Linked DNA regions of Sus scrofa: region 2 is linked to region 1. The links are chromatin contacts, called in public HiChIP or PLAC-seq maps. All regions are on one chromosome and are shown on one strand. The core of a region is the stretch at or near the end of the contact, and the rest is flanking DNA. Distances in the headings are between cores, read along the strand shown. Region 1 has its middle 40 kb from the start of ABHD17C. Region 2 has its middle 3.8 kb from the start of CEMIP.

Region 1 (3,460 bases), core at 211-2,710:
CTACAGTGAAGCAGAAGGATGGACATTTGGGACCTGGAAGCAGAAGGACGGCTCTCGAGATCAGCAATTTCTAGGCACAGACCTGCATCCAGCACATCAGCAAACCTTGCTGCCTGGACCACTTGGGATGATTGCCTTGGTCCAGTATGAACCATAAGCACTTTGGCAGTTATCTGAGAACTTCCCATCGTCAGACACTTGGACTGGAGTCTGGAGATGGTTGTGGCCACAGATGGGCCCCTGATGCGCCATGTGCCATTGGACTGGACATGGGTCTTCTCTGGCCCAGCCAGCACCAGATGGCTTTCACCTTGTAAAGTGCTATGACCTTGTCTCCTTTGACCCTCTCAATTGTTGGGAGTGAGGGCAGGTGTTGTTACCCTATTTTATGAAAAGGGAAACCAATTCTCAGAAAGACTTGCCCAAGATTGCACTTTAGAATGTCAACTCAAAAAAGTACACAACATGAGGAGTTCCTGCTGTGGTGCAACAGGATCAGTGGTGTCTTGAGACCAAGGTTCAATCCCCAGCCTGGCACAGCTGCGGCTTAGGTGGCACCTGTGGCTCAAATCTGATCCCTGGCCTGGGAACTCCATATGCTATGGGGCAGCAAAAAAAAAAAAAAAAAAAAAGAAAAAAAAGTATACAATATGAGAGCTATGAATTAAGTTTTATCTGGAGCAAAATGAGGACTATAGCCCAGGAGACAGCATTTCTGAGAGCTCCGGAAAAAAAAACACCCCAAAGAGAGGGGAGCTCAATATATGTGATTTGGGTGAAGCAAGGAGGTACGTGTAATCAAGCATGCATTTTGCAGAAGGTCGCTGCTAGTCTCGTGAAGGTAACTGCTAATCACGAGGAGCAGACGTCACCATGAAAGATTTCAGTGCTTTTCTAGATGTGAGGAGATGCAAGGATTGGGCTCATAAAATCTTCTGAAAATACTTAACTCTCTGAAGACCTGTCCTGCCAGTTTTCCCAGAGTCCCTCACTCCTGATCCCCACCCTGAGCTCCTTTCAGAGGCTGTTGAGAGTCAGCAGCTGCAGTGGCTCAGGAGTCAATCGTTGTAGAGGCAGATGGCAAGTGCCCGTCTCCAGTTCATAAGAACAAGGAAGAGATGCCTGGGATGTGCCCCCCAGCCCCACGCCCACTCTGTCTTCTTGCACCCACAACCATGGGCTGATCCCAACATCCGCATCCCTCCCCTCTAGCGTCTGTGTCCAGCCACCCTGGGCTTCTCTCCCTGGTCCCTCCTTGGCCATCAAAAATCTATCCTTTCTTTGTCCACATCTCCGCCAGGGCCTAGTTTATGGCTAGACCTTTAGACAAAGTGATCCAGCCTGGCCAGCAGTGAGTTCCTGAGTTACCGCTTTCAGGAAATTGAACTACTATTTAGCTCGACTTCCTCAGATCAGAATGCCACTCCCAAAGAGAATGGCTGACTCATGCATGACAGAAATTTCCGTCCCTTTGGCAGGCCAGAGAGACAGCTGCGGCTGCTGAAGCTGGCCGGTGCGGGGTGGAGAAACCCAGGCCTGAGCTGGCACCAGGACTAACAACTTGCAGCGGGTGTGTCATTTCACTTCTTGACCTCAGTTTCTCTGGCTGTACAATGGAAGGTTGAGCTAGAGGCTGGCTGATGTAACATCCAAACCTGGGGTTTCCATCTTCCCTCCCACAGCTGGCAGGACATACTGGTATTTTGTCCTCCTCTCTCCTATCTCTCTTATGAGGTACCAGATTACCTAGAAAATTACCTACCTCGTCATCTCTGTTCCAATAATTTTATTTTTTAATTAATTAATTAACTGTCTTTTTAAAGTTGCACCCACAGCATATGGAGGTTCCCAGGCTAGGGGTGGAATCAGAGCTGCAGCTGCCAACCTACACCACAGCCACAGCCACGCAGGACCTAAGCCACATCCGAGACCTATACCACAGCCCACGGCAACGCTGGATCCTTAACCTGATGAGCGAGGCCGTGGATCGAACCCGCATCCTCATGGATACTAGCCAGGTTCATAACCTGCTGAGCCACAACAGGGACTCCCTCTCTTCCAATAGTTTGAGGCAGTTCAGGCCTCTTGAACCTCACCCAGGCTGCCATTGCCCTGTTGGCCTCTTGCAAACAGAGAAACTAGAAAGAGGAAATCAAAGTGCTGGATTCAAAATCTTGCTTTCGTGGCAACTGGCTGTCAGGCACGTGGAGTGAGCACCCAGCCTGATGGGTCCTTTCTCCCCCTCAAGGCCCCGAACTACGACCCCAGACGGCTGGTGGAGGCAGATGAGGGACCACGGGAGGGAGGGGAGGAACCCAGCGGGAGGTGGGGCTCGAGGGAAGGAGACCGGCTCAGTCCCCAGCCGCCCCAGCCAGTTAGGAGGGGCAGAGTTGGTCCTGAGCCGCATGCCTGCTAAAGACAGAAAAGTGGGTCATTTCGGGGTGTTGGCCTTTCTTCGCATTTATTACACAAACGAATGAAACCGCAACAATAGACCGCAGAAAAAAACAGCAAAAAAAACACCACAATTTTCCTTAAAACACATCAGATGTTTTTATTTTTCCAAATCCTTGTCCAGGCCCTGATGACATTTATGCAAAAATGTTTGGTTGTGGTAAACACAGCAGGGCCTGATTCTGTTCTCACTCAGCCTCCCCTAGAAGCATGTTTCCATGTTGCTACGTAAACTTGCTGGGTTTAATAGCCAAGCTGTATTTCACTGGGTGCTTTCACCAGTGTCACCAAGAGATGAGTGTACAGTTTCCCAAAACTGGTGTGATTATTAATATTATTTGAAACATTTACTCACTTGTTATATTTTTACATTTCCTTGATAACTAGGAAGGTTAAGTAGGTATCCATTTCTCTTTTTTGCAAATTGTATCTCCTCTTGCTTGAATGAGCTTTGGATTTTTTTTTTTTTTTTTTTTTAAGGCCACACCCGAGGCATCCGGACGTTCCCAGGCTTGGAGCCATGATCCTTGGGTTTCTGGCTTGCGTGGGCCTGCTGCCATGTAGTAGCTCTCAGACTGGGTGACCAGCTGCCCTGGTTTGCCCAAGACTGAGGAGGCTCCTGCAATACAACTTTCAGTACTAAAACCAGTACTGATTGGTCACCATATCTTTCTTTCTTTCTTTCTTTCTTTCTTTCTTTCTTTCTTTCTTTCTTTCTTTCTTTCTTTCTTTCTTTCTTTCTCTCTCTCTCTCGCTCTCACTCTCTCGCTCTCACTCTCTCGCTCTCTCTCTCTCTCTCTCTCTCTCTCTCTCTCTCTCTCTCTCTCTCTCTCTCGGCTGCCCCAGGGCATATGGAAGTTCCTGCGCCAGGGATCGGATCTAAGCTGAAGTTGCAACCTGCTCCACAGTGGCAGCAATGCTGGATCCAACCTGCACCATAGCTGCAGCAATGCTGGATCCGTAACCCAGGGTCAAACTTGCATTCCAGCGATCTAGAGATATTGTT
Region 2 (3,467 bases), core at 396-2,895, 120 kb after region 1:
CGGCATATGGAGGTTCCCAGGCTAGGGGTCAAATCAGAGTTGTAGCCACCAGCCTACACCACAGCCACAGTAACACAGGATCTGAGCCGAGTCTGCGACCTACACCACAGCTCACGACAAGGCTGGATGCTTAACCCACTGAGCGAGGCCAGGGATCAAACCCGCATCCTCATGGATGCTAGTAGTCAGGTTCGTTAACCACTGAGCCATGATGGGAACTCCCTGATCCTTATTCTTTAAAAAAAATAGGTGCACAGTACGCAACCATATAAATGTAGCAAAAGTTAGGTAGCCCTACTACTAGGCACATAGGATGTTTTCAGTTTTTTTGTGATGACAAATAGGGCTTCGATGTATAACACTGCACATGTCATTTCACACATTGTGCAATTCTGTCTATAGGATAAATTCCTGTAAGTGGAATTGCTGAGTCCAACATTATACACATTTTCAAAAATCTTGGCAAACTGCGCTCAGAGGTTGTACCAAGTTGAGTTTTCATCAGCAAGGTATGAGGCAACCTCTGTTCTCCATCCTCACCCCAACCCCAAAAAAGTGGTATCAGCAAATGTTTGGGTTTTTCCAGTCTGATAGGGATTTCAACATAGCATTCGTTTTCATTTCTTTGTCTATGGGCAAAGTTGAGCCTCTTTTCAAATGTGTATGAATCATCTGGGTTTATTATTCCATGAACTCATGTATGAATATGTTATTTTAATTAAAAATGTTCATCTGGGGTTCCTGTGGTGGCTCAGCAGGTTAAGAACCTGACATAGTGTCCATGAGGATTCGGGCTGAATCCCTGGCTTTGCTCAGTGGGTTAAGGATCTGGTGTTGCTGTGAGCTGTGGTGTAGGTCATAGACGCAGCTTGGATCTAGTGTTGCTTCGACTCTGATTTGACCCCTAGCCCCGGAACTTCCATGTGCTGCAGGTGCAGCCTTATAATGTAAACACCTCCTACATGTCAACTCTATGCTGGATACTGTAGGAGCCACTGTAGGTGAACTTTGGAGACTGACCCCATTCTCCTAGAAGGTGCACGCTGGTGGAGGAGAAGGATTTTGAGCTAAACATTGAACTACTTGTGGAATACATACATACCTGTATGAATTTGTACAGCTGTATATGTAACTTATACATGGAAAAACACTTGATCATATATGATGAGTTCCTAGAGATGATCTGTGAGTAGAAGTGATATTTTTCCTTTGTGCTTTTCTATGTTTTACTGAGCTTTTTGTAATGTAATACATTATGTTTGCAATTAGGTGATTTCGCCTTTGCTCACTTTCCGAAATTTCCAAGTATGGGTTCTTTTGCAAAGAACACAAACAATTTTTGCATTTGCAAAAAAGAACCATGTGCTATGGAAATACCATGTGCACACAGACAAGTTTACAAGTATTTGAGAGAGGAAAAAACACAGGAAAGAATGTTCTTTCTGTATGGTGATGACATTGCAGGAGGAGATGTAGAAATCCATTTTCAGAGCTCCTGACGGCTTGGCCAGTGTTCCTTGATTTCCCAGCCCAAATTCCAATGCATACCTCCACTCACCAGAAAAGTGAGGACTTGTCTCTTCTCAGCTGGGCAACCTCATCTGCAACCAGCAAAACAGGAACTGAGCAGTTATGAGTCCTGGAAATTTGGCTCAAGGGCAGGAGGCTGGGAATTTCCCTTTTTAGATGCCAGCTTCAGGCTCTGTGTCCAAGGGCGACCCCTGTTGGTGGAATTTAAATATTAGAATTGGGATGCCTGAGATTTCATATTTTTTTTGGAGGAGGGGGAGACGGGAAGCCTGGAAGCCAACAGCTACTCTCCTTACCCCAGCTGCTTCCCAACTCTCCATGTCCCCCTCGGCTCAGGTTTGCCTGGAAAAACCAGGTCTGGGGCTTGGAGGATGAAGTCACAGGTGTAGACAGCATTTAAACGTCTCGCAGGCAGGCAGGCTGCCATGGGGGCAGAGGGCTGGCTTTGTTGGCCAGAGGGTAGAACGTGGTGACTCTCCCTCCAAGCGGTGGATTTGGGTCCTGCCAGCAGACTGAAAATGCCAGACTTGGGGAGCTTGTGGGACCAGTGAGTGGGCAGGCCATTCGATGGCACTGATGTGACTGAGGAGGCTGCACCTCACCTGGAGGCAAATGCACCTGGAGGAAGGGCAGGCTTTCTGGGTGGGATCACAGCATTTCAGAACATTTCTTTTGGAATTCCCGTTGTGGCACAGCAGAAACAAACTCCACTTGTATCCAGGAGGATGCGGGTTTGATCCCTGGCCTTGCTCAGTGGGTCGGTGATCTGGCATTGCCATGAGCTGTGGTGTAGGTCACAGATGTGGCTTGGATCCTGCATTGTTGTGGCTGTGGCGTAGGCTGGCAGCTGTAGCTCCAAGTTGACCCCTAGCCTGGGAACTTCCATATGCCTTGGGTGCAGCAAAAAAAAAAAAAAAAATTCTCCTCTCTCTGGAGTCTGTCTGCTAGGGAATTCAGACAAAAACCAGGAAACCAACACAGCCTTTCTTGACCAGAGCCTGTCTCTGCATGTATAAGAGCAAGACCTTGAATTGAGGGGAGTGCAGGTAGTAATTATGCCAGAGGCGTGCTTCCAACATTCATCTAAAAAAAGAACTGCCTGCAGACCCCGTCCGTTACTGAGTGCTGAGTGGAAGTGCTGAACGGAGCTCTGGCTGAAGAATCTGCTTTTAGACACGCGGAGCGCGTTTGTAATTCATCAGCATTGCTCCATCCTCCCTGGGGCACTGGTCTGTGATGGAGAAAACTGGACCCCAAGGAATGTGCTGGACATTTCTGTGCTTTGAGAAAACATGACTAAGCACTTCTCAGAACCCATCACCAGACAAGAGTCCTCCTTCCCTGTTTCGCCTCGCAGATGCCTGTGGCACAGGCGTCTCACCAGAGACTTTATGCCACGCAGAGCCCAGATCTACTCTCTCCTGAGGGAAGAGGGGAAAATCTTGCTCGTGGCTCTCATCGCTCTGCACAGCTCTAAGCAACGCCGATTCAGGCTAACCTTCCTCCATTTGGGCCAAATGCTCAGCATCCTCCAAATGTTTACGGGTCCTGGTATCTGGGGGGGGTCCTATGAAGAAAGAAAAGAAACCAGGAATTAGGGTAGGGCTTGGAGGCCCTTGGGTGAGTTCCATCCAAATTTGCTGGAAAGGAAGGGCTGGGGAGGGAAACCTGCCATAGGTTTGTCACCTCCCTAGACGTCAAGGAAGGCTGAGAATCTGATAACGGACCTTGTCATGGTCAAGATCAGCTTTCTGGGAAAGGCCTGAAGAGAGCCGGCGTGGTTTCCCTAGTTTAGCCAGGAGATTAAGGCTTCTATCCCAATGCAGAAAACATGCACACAGACTCCAGCAGCTTCTGTCTGACTATAGCCCCAAAGCCCAGACGTAGATATATGAAGTGGCATATCCTACCTAGAATGAAGATGGCCCCCCACAAAG

The links. HiChIP or PLAC-seq counts read pairs in DNA pulled down with a chosen protein or histone mark.
Region 2: a contact with region 1 is called in an H3K27ac HiChIP or PLAC-seq map of alveolar macrophages. The contact joins two enhancer-like sites. A contact is called at or near these places in 3 of 47 Hi-C or Micro-C datasets (brain, embryonic fibroblasts and epiblast stem cells) and 1 of 2 datasets of contacts at active chromatin or transcription factors (alveolar macrophages).

What each region holds. Positions count from the first base shown.
Region 1 is chr7:49,498,916-49,502,375 of Sscrofa11.1, forward strand. No RefSeq gene overlaps it. Among named protein-coding and RNA genes, the nearest start is that of ABHD17C, 40 kb to the right of the region's middle. Within about 2 kb of position 1,461, at least 7 of the 83 cell types and tissues checked have an H3K27ac peak or open chromatin away from gene starts, as enhancers often do. A contact at or near this core is called in alveolar macrophages, where this site is marked.
Region 2 is chr7:49,616,981-49,620,447 of Sscrofa11.1, forward strand. No RefSeq gene overlaps it. Among named protein-coding and RNA genes, the nearest start is that of CEMIP, 3.8 kb to the right of the region's middle. Within about 2 kb of position 1,646, at least 7 of the 83 cell types and tissues checked have an H3K27ac peak or open chromatin away from gene starts, as enhancers often do. A contact at or near this core is called in alveolar macrophages, where this site is marked.